3 separate regions of the Mus musculus genome follow, and all the other regions are linked to region 1. The links are chromatin contacts, called in public ChIA-PET and promoter capture Hi-C maps. All regions are on one chromosome and are shown on one strand. The core of a region is the stretch at or near the end of the contact, and the rest is flanking DNA. Distances in the headings are between cores, read along the strand shown.

Region 1 (4,524 bases), core at 980-3,479:
GGCCTCAGTGGGATCTGTCTGTGGGAAGAGGATGTCAGGGTCACAGCAGAGGAGGAGACATCTAGGTCTGGCACGTGAAAAAAAAAAAAAGGACAAAGGTAGAACTCCATCTTACCCTTTCAGGGTCTATGTCCAGGGTGGCGCTGGCCAGATGTTCTGTCCCGAAGACACACTGGAACTGAGCCTCCAGTCTGTGAAGAAGGTGCTGCCCCTCCACACCCAGCAGGAACCTGGCACTGCCCGGGTGCTTCATGTTCAGCGTGTGACAGCTAATGCTGCCCAGCAGACTCTGAAGCAACTCTTGGGCTGCCTGGCAGGGGGCCCTGGCTCCACACAGCTGCGGGACCAGAAGGAGGGCAGCTTATGGGTTCAGAGCACAGGAAAGGTACCTGGGTCCCAGTAAGAGAAGAGGCAAAGTTGAGGGGATCCTGAGGGGGGGTCACTCACCCGAAAGCCAGTCACATCCGTTCCTTCAAGTGGGAAAAGGGCAACATCTTCTAGGCTGGCGAGGAGGTCCTCATAATAAAGCTGCAGGTAGCGCACAGCTCCTGGTTCCACTGACATCACCATTTCCACCAGGCCCTCTTGCTTCTGCATCTCCCCATACCCAGGGCTCTCCAGCCCAGTCTCTACAGACTCCATGGCTGTCCCCACTAGACCCATTAGCCCCTCTTGCCCTGTGGCAACTTCCCCCAGGCCCTCCTGCTCCTGAACACCCACTGAGTCTGAGGCCATGGGTCCTACTTGCTCTGGGAGCTCTGTAGAGCTCTCTACTGGATCGACTGGGCTTGTAGACCCCATACTCCCCTGGATCCTAATTGATCCCGAGTCAACTGGCAGGGCTTGTCCTGGAGCTCCTACAGGACCTGCCCTTAGAAGGGTTCCTAATTGTTGTGGTGCCTCCCCAGAGCCCACAGCCATGGTCAGAGCCCCGGCCAGTCCTCCAGTTCCTGTAGGCGCATGACCAATGACTCCAGATTCTTGAGTAGCTGAATGGTCCCTGCCACTGACGCCCTCAGCGAGCGCTTCTGGCTCTAAGACATCATAGTGAGGGACAAGGCTCAACTCAATGCCCTGTAGCCAGTGTTTCTGCTTCAGCACCCGTTCAGCCACTGGAGGGAGAGAGAAGACAGAAAGCACACTGAGTCTCTAGCGTAGAGGAAGGGTCCTCCTAATTTCAGACACCACTTACCCTGCCATTGCTGAAAGGAAATAACAGTGCCTAGCTGCCCAGGCAGGCTGCGCAGACCCTCCAGGGGTCCGCCACCACTGCGACGCTCATTTTCCAGGTAGAGCTCCAACAATAACAGGTCCACAGGAGAAGCACTGTCCACCACACGTACTGCTCGGGTCTGGGGCACCCAGGCCAAGGACACAGTGGCTCCATTCAGGGGCAGATTCCGGGCCTGTTCTGCCAGGGCACTGACCTCTGTGGGCAGTATATGAATCAACTCGGGCACCCTCCTTAACTAGAAGCTATGCCGCCCCCCCCACCAGCCCTGCCTCTCACGTGCCTCTTACCTGCCTCAGAAAGGGGCGTGGATAACTGGACCAGGGCACAGTCCTGCCGAGGACTGGCCAGGGCATGGCAAGTCTGCACGGGGTGTCCTGCAGCACCCAGCAAGGCCTGAACATGTTGCTCCAGACTCAGAGGTGAAGTGCCAGGTGGCAGGTGTTGGAGAAGCACACGTTCTGGGGCACGCGGTGGGGCTGGCCTCAGGCTCAGTCGGACACCATGTAGTCGGTGCTCTGCCTGGGCTAAGACCCTCTTTGCATCTGTGAGCAGAGATGAAAGTGTCAGAGATGGCAACGCTTCAGGGCACCCAGGCAACCTCTTGATTCAACCTCCTCACCTGCAGGATCTTGAAAGATGAGGACACCCCCACAGCCAAGTCTCTGCCAGCTCAATAGAAGTCCTCCACCCGAGCGACGGTGGTTTTCAAAGTACAGAGTAATGAGCTCATCTGGTATTTCTGGGGGCAGTCCCCGGAGCTCCAAGGCTGCCCCTGCCTCCACCTCTGCCATCAGAGTCCTGGGCGGCAACACATGGGAGGAGAAGAGGACCACTCACTTCCCCTGTCCAGTCCTCTCTCCCACGCTCTCAGCTGCTCCCCAGCACCCCATATTTACACTCACCCCTGCTGTCTCAGGCCAGTGTCTCAGGCCAGTCAGTTATGCCTGCTGTCCTTCCCAGGCAGAAGGCCTAAGGTAGGAAAACAAAAGTGAAACTGACTGGGGACAGGAAAGAGGGAGGAGCTAAGCCAGAGGCTGTAAGTAGTTCAGGAACTTCCTCTCCTGCTCTAGCCTTAATCCTCAGTCCACAAGGAACTTCTAAGGACCTTTCTGCCGAACCACCCACTAGCCTCTTAGCTAGTGGGGTAGACCAGATGTCTCCTAGACTTTCTCTTCTTCTTTGGCTTCTCTTTGTGGCTAATCACCCTTCCTATGGGATGCTTGAGATACAGTCACACTGTCAACCCCCCACCCCAAGAATCTCTAGGCTTCTGTGCCCTGGGTCCCAGACATGAGCAGCGCTGATCTTAGAGGCTGGCCCCTGGCTGGGTCCGGCTCTTAGAAACCGTCAAACCCAGAGGATAATCAGCCTTGCTTCTAAATGCTAAGGGTGAGCAGTTCCACCCTTCGCCCCCCAAAATCTCAAACCCAGAGACGAATTTTCTGGTCCCTGGGTCTCATATGATAGAGAACTGATTCCTGCAAGTTGTCTGTCTTCCATGTGTGTGCCACAGCATGGCGGGTGCACGCATAAACAAACAAAGGTGACTGTTTAAAAGCCTAATGCTCAGATCATAACACAGCTTTTCCCTTGTGATTCCCTTCAGCCCACATCTGCCTAGTCCTTCTTTCTATGCTCCTTGCTCATCACCATTGCCCGCGATGTAGCCACTGTGCTGACATGCCTTTCTGCTGTTCATCCTTCCACAGAAGGGGAGCCGGAATCACAGACAGGACCCAGAGGGCCTCGCCTCACACCTAAGCTTTGCCATTATTATTATTATTATTATTATTATTATTATTATTATTGATACCGGGTATCACTCGGTAGCCCAGACTGCCTGAAACTCAGTGTGCAGGCCGGACTGGTTTTGAACTAGAAAGGATTCTTCTGTCATTCTCAGTCCTGAATGGTGGAGATATAGGTGTGGACAAGCATGCCCAGATTGGAGGCTGTGCCTTGAGAAGTCACTTTCCTGTCCGCCCCCATAGCTTGCTTGTTTCTTTCATCTCCAGAGCTGCTGCTCTCTACCCACACCTTCCAGTCAGGCCAGCTCGACCTCTGCTGTTCTTCCAAAGGATCATGGGGTTTTGCCCAGTCTATATGTCTAACCCTGTAGTCCTTGAATCTCCATGACCTCCCCCACAATCGAGAGCCTCCAAGACTTCTTGAAGGACCATGCTACCCTTTTTCCTTCTCTGCCACCCCCACTGTGGCTCCTCCACAGAGGTGACAGGGGACCAGCGGCTGCTACAAATCCCAGGAGCCAATGACAGTGAAAGCTAAAGTCTAATTGTCCCCAGTTCCTATCCCTCTAATCCCTTTTCATACAACACACCTGGGTGTTTATTTGGCTCCAACCTCCCAGGTCTCAGCTCTTGCCTAAACCAGTATCCCTGGACCATCTCTAACTTCAAATGACCTAGCCTTCCCCACAGAGCCACATGGGGCTATCCCTTCTCCGTAATTTCCCTCACCCAGCCCTTAGTGAGATCTTTAACATGGAGCTAAAACCTTAAACGACCTCTGAGTTGTCCAAGCTCCTTCTGAGGCCCTATAGTCAACTTTGTGCTTGTTTTACTTTTATTAAAGGGCCCACTAATTATATGAGAGTCTGCTTCTACAAAAGCCTGTCTCATCTATTCTATGCTTTCTTCTTACAGGACTTAACCACCCTCTATCACACTGTACTTTACTTAGAGGGCTTGCCACAGGCGCAGATGCAAGAGAACAGTTCATGTCACTGCCATTGTTAAATCCTCAGGAATTTCTGTGAACTGGATGTAAAACCCTTACTGTCTTCTCTGCTAGTTAGTTTTAACATCAACTTGATACCTAGGATCATCTGGAAAGACAGCCTGAGAGTGGAATTGTCTAAAACATCTTGGTCGGTGGGCATGTCTAGGAGGGATTTTCTGGTTAACTGAGGGTGGGCTATCCACCCTGAATGTGTGTAGCACCATGTCTCTGGACTGTACATGAAAGCTAACCCAGAGCAGGCAAGCAAGCAGCATGGTTTCCTGTTCTTGGCTGTATATGTGAAATGTCTAGCACCTCGAGTCCTTGCCTTGACCTGACAGAAATTCCAGAACTGTGACCTGGAATCGTGAGCCACATGCAACCTTCTTCCCCGGTGCTGCTTTTTAAAAATCAGGGTGTTCTTTACAGCAACAGAACACATCTAGACTTTGTTGGTAAGCATGGCGGGCACGTTTAGCCCAGGAACATGTGCAGAAGCTATGGGCCAAGGACACATCTACACTAGGTCCAGCTGTTAAGCAGCACTATAT
Region 2 (4,524 bases), core at 551-3,050, 450 kb after region 1:
CCATGTGTCTCACTGGTTAGGAGCCACCCATGCCCAGGAGCACCCAAACCTGTAGATAGGTGCATGCTCGGGCTTGCAGGTAGCAGCCCCAGCCTTTGTGGGAGAAAGGCTCAAGGCCATAGGCAAGAAGCCCAGCCTTAACTTCCACCTCTCCTAGTTGGTTCAGCTTCTTGGAGGCTCTTCTGTAACCCTTTGCTTTCCTGAAAGCAGTAGGACACTTTGGAAAAAACTCTTCATGGGTGATGGAGTGGGTGGCCATGCAGAGGGACAGGAACGCTGGCTGGAAGGGAGACAGTGTTTTCCACAGGACTGGGCCAGAGCCAGCAGCGTGAAACAGGCAGAAGACTGGCATTAGTTAGGTGCTTCCCAGGGTCATGGTCTCAGTTTCTGGCATGAAGCCCTGATCCTGGGGCATGTCTGCCAGCTTCCGCCTGTGCTGGTATAGGTGACAAGCAGTTGGCCACTTGGGCTGTGCTGGCTAGGGACAGTGTATCAGAATGAGAGGGGCCCTTTAGGGGCCTCAAGCTAGAGGGAAGAAGGCAATTCTAGATCATGACCGTTGCATTTGTATTTGCATGGCCATCTCTACGAGGTCACATGGGCACTGACCTGGTCAGCCTGGTGTCCATCCTCAGGGCCTGTCCTTCCTCTAGCACCTGTGGTTGGAGGGTTAGTGTCCTTGGAAGGGCTTGGGGGAGGGTTGGTGATGACTGCTGGTTAAATTTAGAGTAGGGCTGTGCCGCCGCTGCCTGAAGTCCACCTGCTACCACTCCTACTTGGGCCCTGCTAGTAAGAGGCAGGCAGTGGCAGGTTCTGCCAGGGCCAAGCCTATATTAATCTGTGGTGTGTCCTGAGGGCCAGAGAAAGGCCACTGAGCTGGGAGGCTACTGTGGCATCAGAGCCAAGAGATCAGAGGTGAGTGTGTCCCCACTCCAGGGCCTCCAGGGACAGAGGGATTAAGGCTCACCTCATGCCTTCCTAGCTGCCTGCTGCCCAGCTTAGAAGTCATTCTCCCCAGCCCTTAGCCTGAGCCATGATGGGTCCAAGGGCTTAGATGACCAGGTGTTGAGCAAGTCTATAAGCTTTCTAGAAGGCCAGTGGGAGTGGGGTACTGTGGGCCTATCAGAGCTCACTTCCTGTTCTCTCTACCAATCAGGAGCAGCAGGGAAGGGGACTTAGTTACCCTTGGCCTGGGTTGTCGACCTAAGGGCACCCTCAAGCTGATGTGTATTGAAAGGGCATGAGGGCAGTCCAGGGTGAGGTGTGTCCAGAACTAGCTGTCCCGTCTCCAGTCTCTTCCCCTCCCCCTAAACCCTTGCAGTGGCTCATCAGAGACCAAGGTCCAAGCATAGCACTCTGTCAGTCCCCATGGAACCCAGAGACTACACATCTTTCTCCCTTCCCCCAGTGCTCCCCAGATTCCCAAGGCCTGGCTTAGTTACCTAGGAGACAAGTCCACTTGCTTAAAGTAAAGATGGAGTGTGTATCAGGTCTGAGGCCTAGGCTTCAGCTGGGCCTTGCTAGGGTAAATCTCCAGTAGTCCCTGGTTCTGTTCTTAATAGGCTGAGATGCTCAGTGCTCTCTTCTCCCAGTTTCCAGTGTGTCAAGTATTGAACCATCCGTCTGTCCCTACTCCCCAAGTGGGTCTCTTGCTCCCTCGTGGGGACACTAGGCGGCACTGGGCCTCGCCCCAAGCCCCGCCTGCTGCCTTACCAACTCCCTCTGGCACCCTGGGGCAGATCTGTGCCCAGCCTGATGGGGCGGGGCCCAGGGTGCTCCAGTTCCTTCAGCCTTTTCTGCCCCTTTCAGTAGGGCCAGAAGGCTGCCGTGGAGAGGGTGGTGCCTTACCTCACGCAGACTCCCCATTCCCAGCCCTGCTCCCCAACTGGACCCTTCTTCTTGAGCCAGCATTCTTGCCTGCTTTGAGCAGCCATGGCCTCACAAAGGAATGACCGGATCCAGGCTTCAAGGAATGGACTGAAGGGGAAGGTGCTAACTCTGGATACCATGAACCCATGTGTGCGGAGGGTGGAGTATGCAGTCCGAGGCCCCATCGTGCAACGTGCCTTGGAGCTGGAGCAGGAGCTGCGCCAGGTATTGCCTTGGGCCACTTACTGCCCTTCTGCTAAACTTGGGCTGCTGAGCTCGTCCCCAGCACAGTGGAATGTGGGACAAAGGCAGTAGAGTAGGGTGGTGGTGTTCAATCTCCCTGCCCGCTTCCTTTCTTTCCCAGGGTGTGAAGAAGCCTTTTACTGAGGTTATCCGTGCCAATATTGGGGATGCACAAGCCATGGGGCAGAGACCCATCACCTTCTTCCGCCAGGTTAGGCTGCTGTACTACCTGTGGTTACTCCTCCTTCCCCAGCTGCTCTGGACTCAGTACTTGGTTCTTCCAGGTCCTGGCCCTCTGTGTCTACCCCAATCTTCTGAGCAGTCCGGACTTCCCAGAGGATGCCAAGAGAAGGGCAGAACGCATCTTGCAGGCATGCGGGGGCCACAGCCTGGGTGAGTGCGAGCTCTAGGTGGAGCCCAAGCCTTAAGGAGAGGCAGAGAGGGACGAGTCCCTTGGGAAGATTACAGGACTTGGCCCACCTCATTTAGCTTGTCCCCTTTCAGGTGCCTATAGCATTAGCTCTGGAATCCAGCCGATTCGGGAGGATGTGGCGCAATATATTGAGAGGAGAGACGGAGGCATCCCTGCAGACCCGAACAACATATTTCTGTCCACAGGGGCCAGCGATGCCATCGTGGTAGGGTAGCCCAGGGCAGGGCAGGTCAAATCGGAGTAGCCCTATGTGTGAGGCTAGATGGGGCTGAGTCTGGTGCAGCAGCGTCAGCACAGGGCGGTGGTGGGGGCGGGGTGGGGTGTACAACTCTGGTTGCACTAACGCTGGGCTCCCTATCCGGCCTACAGACCATGCTCAAGCTGCTGGTAGCCGGCGAGGGCCGTGCGCGAACCGGTGTACTCATTCCCATTCCTCAGTACCCACTGTACTCAGCTGCGCTGGCTGAGCTGGACGCCGTGCAAGTGGACTACTACCTGGACGAAGAGCGCGCCTGGGCTCTTGACATCGCTGAGCTGCGGCGCGCTCTGTGCCAGGCACGTGACCGCTGCTGCCCTCGAGTACTATGCGTCATCAACCCCGGCAACCCCACGGGTAAACCTATCAGCTCCGCCCCCTGCAGTTTCACTCTTTTTACCCCCCCCCCCCCGCTAGCTCCGCCTCACTGGGCTCCTCCTTCCAGCCCCGCCTCTTCCTCCAGAACCTGCCCTTGCTCTCCAACCCCAAGCGCCTGGGCTGAGCACTCTTGGGCTTGGTTCTCTGTTGCCCGCGGGCGGCTGACTTTCCAGTCAGTGATGCATCTTCACACTCCAGGGCAGGTGCAGACCCGTGAATGCATCGAGGCCGTAATCCGCTTTGCTTTCGAAGAGGGACTCTTCCTGATGGCTGATGAGGTACACACAGGGGCACACAGAGTGGTGAGCAGCAGCTCAGCCCCCAGCCTGAATGACACTGCCACCCCTACAGGTATACCAAGACAATGTATATGCTGAGGGCTCTCAGTTCCATTCATTCAAGAAGGTGCTCACGGAGATGGGGCCACCATATGCCACGCAGCAGGAGCTCGCGTCTTTCCACTCAGTCTCTAAGGGCTACATGGGCGAGTGCGTACAGGCTCAGGTGGTGGTGGTGGTGGTGAAGCGGGGAGGGCTAGAGGACTCTCAGTCACTGCCACGGTGGCGCACCCTCTTCCCAGACCAGCCTCAACTCATGCTCTCCTGGGCAGGTGCGGGTTTCGTGGTGGCTATGTGGAAGTGGTAAACATGGATGCCGAGGTGCAGAAACAGATGGCGAAACTGATGAGCGTGCGGTTGTGTCCACCAGTGCCGGGCCAGGCTTTGATGGGCATGGTGGTCAGTCCGCCAACCCCCTCGGAGCCGTCCTTCAAGCAGTTTCAAGCAGTGAGCAGACCAGACCAGGCCAAAGATACCTGGTGATCCGGCTTTGGGTGGGACTATAGAGGGACACGTTGAAACCCTCTTCCATGATTCCCTCCTGTGACTGCAGGAGAGGCAGGAGGTGCTGGCTGAACTGGCAGCCAAGGCTAAACTCACGGAGCAGGTCTTCAACGAGGCCCCCGGGATCCGCTGCAACCCGGTGCAGGGCGCTATGTATTCCTTCCCTCAAATTCAGCTGCCTTTGAAAGCAGTGCAGCGTGCGCAGGTGGGGCATGCAGGGCTACATGGGGGCCGAGCAGGGTGTGGGCCTGGCGCCAGGCTGTGAGCTGACCACCCTCCTGACCCCCAGGACCTGGGCCTGGCCCCTGACATGTTCTTCTGTCTGTGCCTCCTGGAAGAGACTGGCATCTGCGTTGTGCCTGGGAGTGGCTTTGGGCAGCAGGAGGGCACCTATCATTTCCGGTGAGACCCGGGATGGGTTGACCCTGCCACTAATGGACCTGTACTTCACGCTGACCATTTGTCCTTTTCAGGATGACCATTCTGCCCCCCATGGAGAAACT
Region 3 (4,524 bases), core at 1,128-3,627, 310 kb before region 1:
CAGTGCCTTGCCCTGTGCCTCTCTAGTTTTCTTCCCTAAACATATATAAGGCATGTTGGTCTAAGAACAGGGGAGAGGTAAAGACCATGCAGTTTGCTGAAAAGAGTGGGATGGGCAAGAAGAGCTTTGGTTGAGAGTCCTGGGGCAAAATCTGGTGGGAACCTTTGCATACTGCAGTGTCTAGTTAGGCCAGCTAGATCAAAGCCACTGACTGCTCAAAGGCAGGAGGGCAGATTCTCAGGAGCACGGTGGGCAGAAGCAGGGCTCTTCCGTTTTGCCCCTTCTCCTAAGGCACATGCTACAGACACTCCAACATACGGGAGTGGTTGGTAGATTCAGAGGGCTGAGGAAACCAAGCCTGGGAGTACAAGAATCTGGCAGCCTGGCCAATGATGGAGCACGCCTTTAATCCCAGCACTCCAGAGGCAGAAGCAGGCAACGAATCTGTGAGTTTTGAGGCTAGTCTTGTCTATAGAGAAAGTTCCAGGACAGGCAGGGCTACAACCCTGTCTCAAAAACCAAAACAAATCAACAAACCCCCAAAAACAAAACAAAAAGGAGAGAAAGAAAGAAAAATTTGGGGGTCAGAGAGATGGCTCAGCAGTTAAGAGCACTGGCTGCTCTTCCAAAGGATCAAATCCCAGCACCCACATGCTAGCTCATAACTGTCTGTACCTCAAGTTCCAAGAGACTAGACATCCTCACACAGACATACATACAAGCAAAACACCAATGCACATTACGTAAATAGATATAGACAGACAGACAAACAGACAATCTAGCAGCCAAGCAAGCTCAGTCCCAGATACATAGTGTGGTGTGCAGGTTTCTTTCAGCTTCTCAATCTGCAGGTCGGCACTTGGCCAAATGTCCTGAGGGCTGTACAAAACCAGCCCTCGGGGACTTCTTGGGGGTAAACCTGTGGAAGTTTCAAGAACCTAAGCTCCTGGCTCCCAATGCTTGTTGCCCCTGGAGCACTCCAACTTACCCAGAAATCCAAGTTGTATTTGATATTCCGGAAAAGGCCGCCTACCATTGCAGCGAGATGGATGACGTGGGTGGGCTGTACTTTCTGGAAGAGTGCTTGGGTTTGGGCTGCATCCCTGAGGGAAGCCAGGATGTCAGGGGAGGGCTAGGGAGGCCTGAGGAGATCAGGAGTTTGAGGCTTGGGCAGTGAGTCTAGAAACTGAATGGATCCATGGCTGGAAGGGCAGCCACAGAGACAAGTAGCTAAGTTCAGAGCTTTAGCAGCTGTCGGCTGGGAATCCCGGAACTACAGGAGGATGTTTACTTAAGAGCACAGCCAGCAACTACAGCCTGTCACCTGGCAGGGAGGACCCAAACTCGGGGTAGATTACTTCTAGGCTCAGGAACAAACCCGGTCAGGGTATTATTCTGTCTGGAAAGGGAACCAAGAGGAGGAATTGGGTCTGAATATGGTCGCAACTTACGTCAGATCTGCATCTTTGGAGGAGACAAACACCCATTCCTCTCCAGGTAAGCCGGCCCCATCTGCAACCACCTTCTGGATGGCTCTACCCACCAGTCCAGAGCCCCCTGTCACTAGGATCCTCATGGATCCATGGGGTTCGCCCATTATGGTCTGCACCTGGAGGGCCAAATGGTGTAAGCTAAGGAGGATACAGGATGTGCCATTTTCCCTACCCCATTCTCCTTGGCCAATGGCAGCAGGCACAGAATCAAAACTTCCAAGGAGGAGCGACAACAGGCTGACAGACACACCCAACTCTGTTCCCCCAGGAAGTCCTTTGCCCTGGGCATTATAGCTTCCTGCTGGCCGCCATCCCAAACAAAGTAGCTTGGTTCCAACCCATGACCCTACTAGGCAGAGGAAAGGTACACCTCATCCCTACGACTGCAAAATTAGGGCTGGCAGGTCCCTGCACAGATCATAGCGGCTGCTTCTCCCCAACGTTCACCCTACAGACAGACAAGGGGCGGTGCTCGTACTTGGAGTCCCGTACCCACAAATGCTGAGCTGATAGCCTACGGTCTAAGAAAGCCTAGTAGTTTAGGGCAGGGTGCACCGCTGGACGGCCTCAGGACGCTGGAATTTTTTACGGTTTCTGTAGGGGGGCTCTGAACCAGCCGCATGGCTCCACCGTTACCAAGATGAGCAAGGGCCCGGGCCCCAAACCCCTTGGTTCCCGACCCAGCCCAACCCCACGTAGACCCACAATGCGAGACGTACTCTTACGGCCCTGACCAGCCTGCGAGATCCCCGGTTTGCTGCGCCGAATCCAACTGTAAATCTCACCTGCGATGGGTTCCACCAGCCCAAGAGCTACTTCCGGTGCACAATTCTCCAGCTATTCCCGGTTCAAGTGGAGGGGGGCGAGACCCTCCCGGGGAACTCTGGGAAATGGAGTCTTTGTCACGCGCCAGTGAGGCGCGGGCCCTTCTGGGAAATGTCTTCTGGGCCTCACGGCCATCTGGGAAACCGAGTCCTGTGGGCGGGGCGGGGATGGTCCCGTCTCACCGCTGGAACTGCAATGCAGAGGACAAGCTGCACACCTAGACACACTCTAGTGGTTAAACGGACACAGGTCCCTCAAGGGACTAGTGGGCTGGCAAGGAATCTCCAGTTCTTATCCTGCAAGGAAAATCATTTCCCATTAGCCGGTCTGCGTGTCTGAGTGGCCAGGCGCCTGGCTGAGCCAGCATCCCTTACCAGTTGTGTGTTCCAGCCAAGAGTTCACACAAGACTCGATTTCTTTACCTAAATTGAGTATTTTAAAGCAGTGAATAAAATCTCTTCTACCTCGACAACATCTTAAAGTGTGTTTCATAATGAAAAATTAAAATATCAGCCAATGTTGGAATGGTGTTTTTAAAGGTACTTAACTCCAAGCCTGTTCGTCTGAATTCGATCCACTCGGATCCACTTACTGGAAAGCCAGAACTGACTTCCACAAGTCGTTCTCTGATTTTCACGCTCACACTGTCCCACACATGTACCCATACATAAAAACTAAATAATGTATAAAAAAAAAACCTAAAAAATATTGGTTATGAGGAGGTAAGTAGGACAGCAGATTATTCAGTTTAGCTAAGTTTATATGTCTATCAACTGTGATAGTAGTGTTAATTTAAAAATAGAGACACAGGCTTAAGAATACACACACAGAGTGTGGGAGAGCACACTCTACCTTTAATTCCAGCACTTGAGAGGCAGAGTCAGGCAGATCTCTGAATTTGAGGCCAGCCTGTTCTACAAAATGAGTTCATCCCCCTGAGCCTCTTCTAATTTTTTTAAATCTATTTATTTTATGTATATGAGTACACTGTAGCTGTCTTCAGACACACCAGAAGAGGGTGTCAGATCCCATTACAGATGGTTGTGAGCCACTATGTGGTTGCTGGGATTTGAACTCAGGACCTCTGGAAGAGCAGTCAGTGCTCTTAACCGCTGAGCCATCTCTCCAACCCGCCTCTTCTCATTTTTATGTCTTTTAAATGACTCATTGAATTTAGTTAGAGTTTGCAATTGTGGACCAGAGTCTAGTACAGCTGTTACCAGCCCCTTCCAGTGTTGAGGAATAATTCTATTTTGAGTAGCCCAGTTACTTAGAATTTATTCCACAAAAGACAAATTCATCCCATATGAAACCACAGCCTCTTTAAAATGCCTCAGATCTATCATTTCTTTTTATTTTACCTTATTTTATTTTTTTTTATTTTACGTGTACGCACTGTAGCTGTACTGATGGTTGTGAGCCATCATGTGGTTGCTGGGAATGAAGGTTGCTTGCTCCGGCTGGTCCTGCTCACTCTGGTTGGGCCCCGCTCCAGCCTAAAGATTTAGTATTATATCTAAGTACACTGTAGCTGTCTTCAGACGCGCATCAGAAGAGGTCGTCAGATCTCATTACAGATGGTTGTGAGCCACCAAGTGGCTGCTGGAATTAAACTCAGGACCTTTGGAAGAGCAGTCAGAGCTCTTAACCACTGAGCCATCTCTCCAGCCCTAACCCTTACTTTCAAAATGGGCTGTTTCATCATACTGTCCTCCTGCTTTTTTAGATATCTCTGACTTGCCTACCCTCTGGCATAGTTTCTTTCCTCTTTCCTTCTGCAGAAAACTTCCTTCTCTTGCTCAGTCATGGGGACTGAGCCCTTTTGTTCTCCATTTTCTGTCACTTCTTGCCCTCCCCAGTGCTTCTGTTTCCACCTGCAAGTTTTCCAACTGCATAGCCATTCTCCCAACTTTTTGGAAACAGAATATAGGAAGAAAAAAAGAAAAAAACAAAACAAAACAAAACAGGAAACCCCTCTGGTAGCAGAGCATGGGGTATCTCAGTAGAAGCAACCACATCTTGAAAAAGAATACCCATTTGAAGTGGAAGTGTCTGGATATGTCAGGTGACACAGACTCACGTGGTGTTTGGCTGAGATGACACCTTGTGGCAGGACATGTGGAATTTGGAGAGAGTATAACTAGGACAGTGACAGCATGCTTGCATAGCTAGCTCTGTACCGCTTTGTTGGCCTCTTCTCTTTAGC

The links. Promoter capture Hi-C pulls out the DNA fragments that hold promoters and counts their contacts. ChIA-PET counts read pairs in DNA pulled down with a chosen protein or histone mark.
Region 2: a contact with region 1 is called in a promoter capture Hi-C map of pre-B cells. The contact joins the promoter of Gpt here to the promoter of Parp10 in region 1. A contact is called at or near these places in 6 of 39 promoter capture datasets (the C10 cell line, the HPC-7 cell line, hippocampal neurons and 3 more) and 1 of 9 other capture datasets (liver).
Region 3: a contact with region 1 is called in an RNA polymerase II ChIA-PET map of effector CD8 T cells, with 12 read pairs. The contact joins the promoter of Gfus here to the promoter of Parp10 in region 1. A contact is called at or near these places in 2 of 39 promoter capture datasets (embryonic stem cells and liver), 1 of 484 Hi-C or Micro-C datasets (embryonic stem cells), 3 of 115 datasets of contacts at active chromatin or transcription factors (the SCID.adh cell line, effector CD8 T cells and pancreatic cancer cells) and 2 of 9 other capture datasets (adipose tissue and liver).

Annotation. Positions count from the first base shown.
Region 1 is chr15:76,241,211-76,245,734 of GRCm38.p6, forward strand. Parp10 (poly (ADP-ribose) polymerase family, member 10) reads right to left here and starts at 2,230. Exons shown (of 11, transcript NM_001163575.1): 1 at 2,137-2,230; 2 at 1,854-2,032; 3 at 1,522-1,776; 4 at 1,193-1,429; 5 at 448-1,112; 6 at 116-337; 7 at 1-18. The coding sequence starts at 2,025.
Region 2 is chr15:76,694,926-76,699,449 of GRCm38.p6, forward strand. It overlaps Gpt (glutamic pyruvic transaminase, soluble), which reads left to right and starts at 1,801. Exons shown (of 11, transcript NM_182805.3): 1 at 1,801-2,094; 2 at 2,234-2,323; 3 at 2,397-2,505; 4 at 2,617-2,750; 5 at 2,915-3,158; 6 at 3,378-3,457; 7 at 3,531-3,667; 8 at 3,790-3,964; 9 at 4,071-4,226; 10 at 4,311-4,423; 11 at 4,495-4,524. The coding sequence starts at 1,933.
Region 3 is chr15:75,927,441-75,931,964 of GRCm38.p6, forward strand. Gfus (GDP-L-fucose synthase) reads right to left here and starts at 2,378. Exons shown (of 11, transcript NM_001357005.1): 1 at 2,279-2,378; 2 at 1,452-1,609; 3 at 989-1,103. The coding sequence starts at 1,597.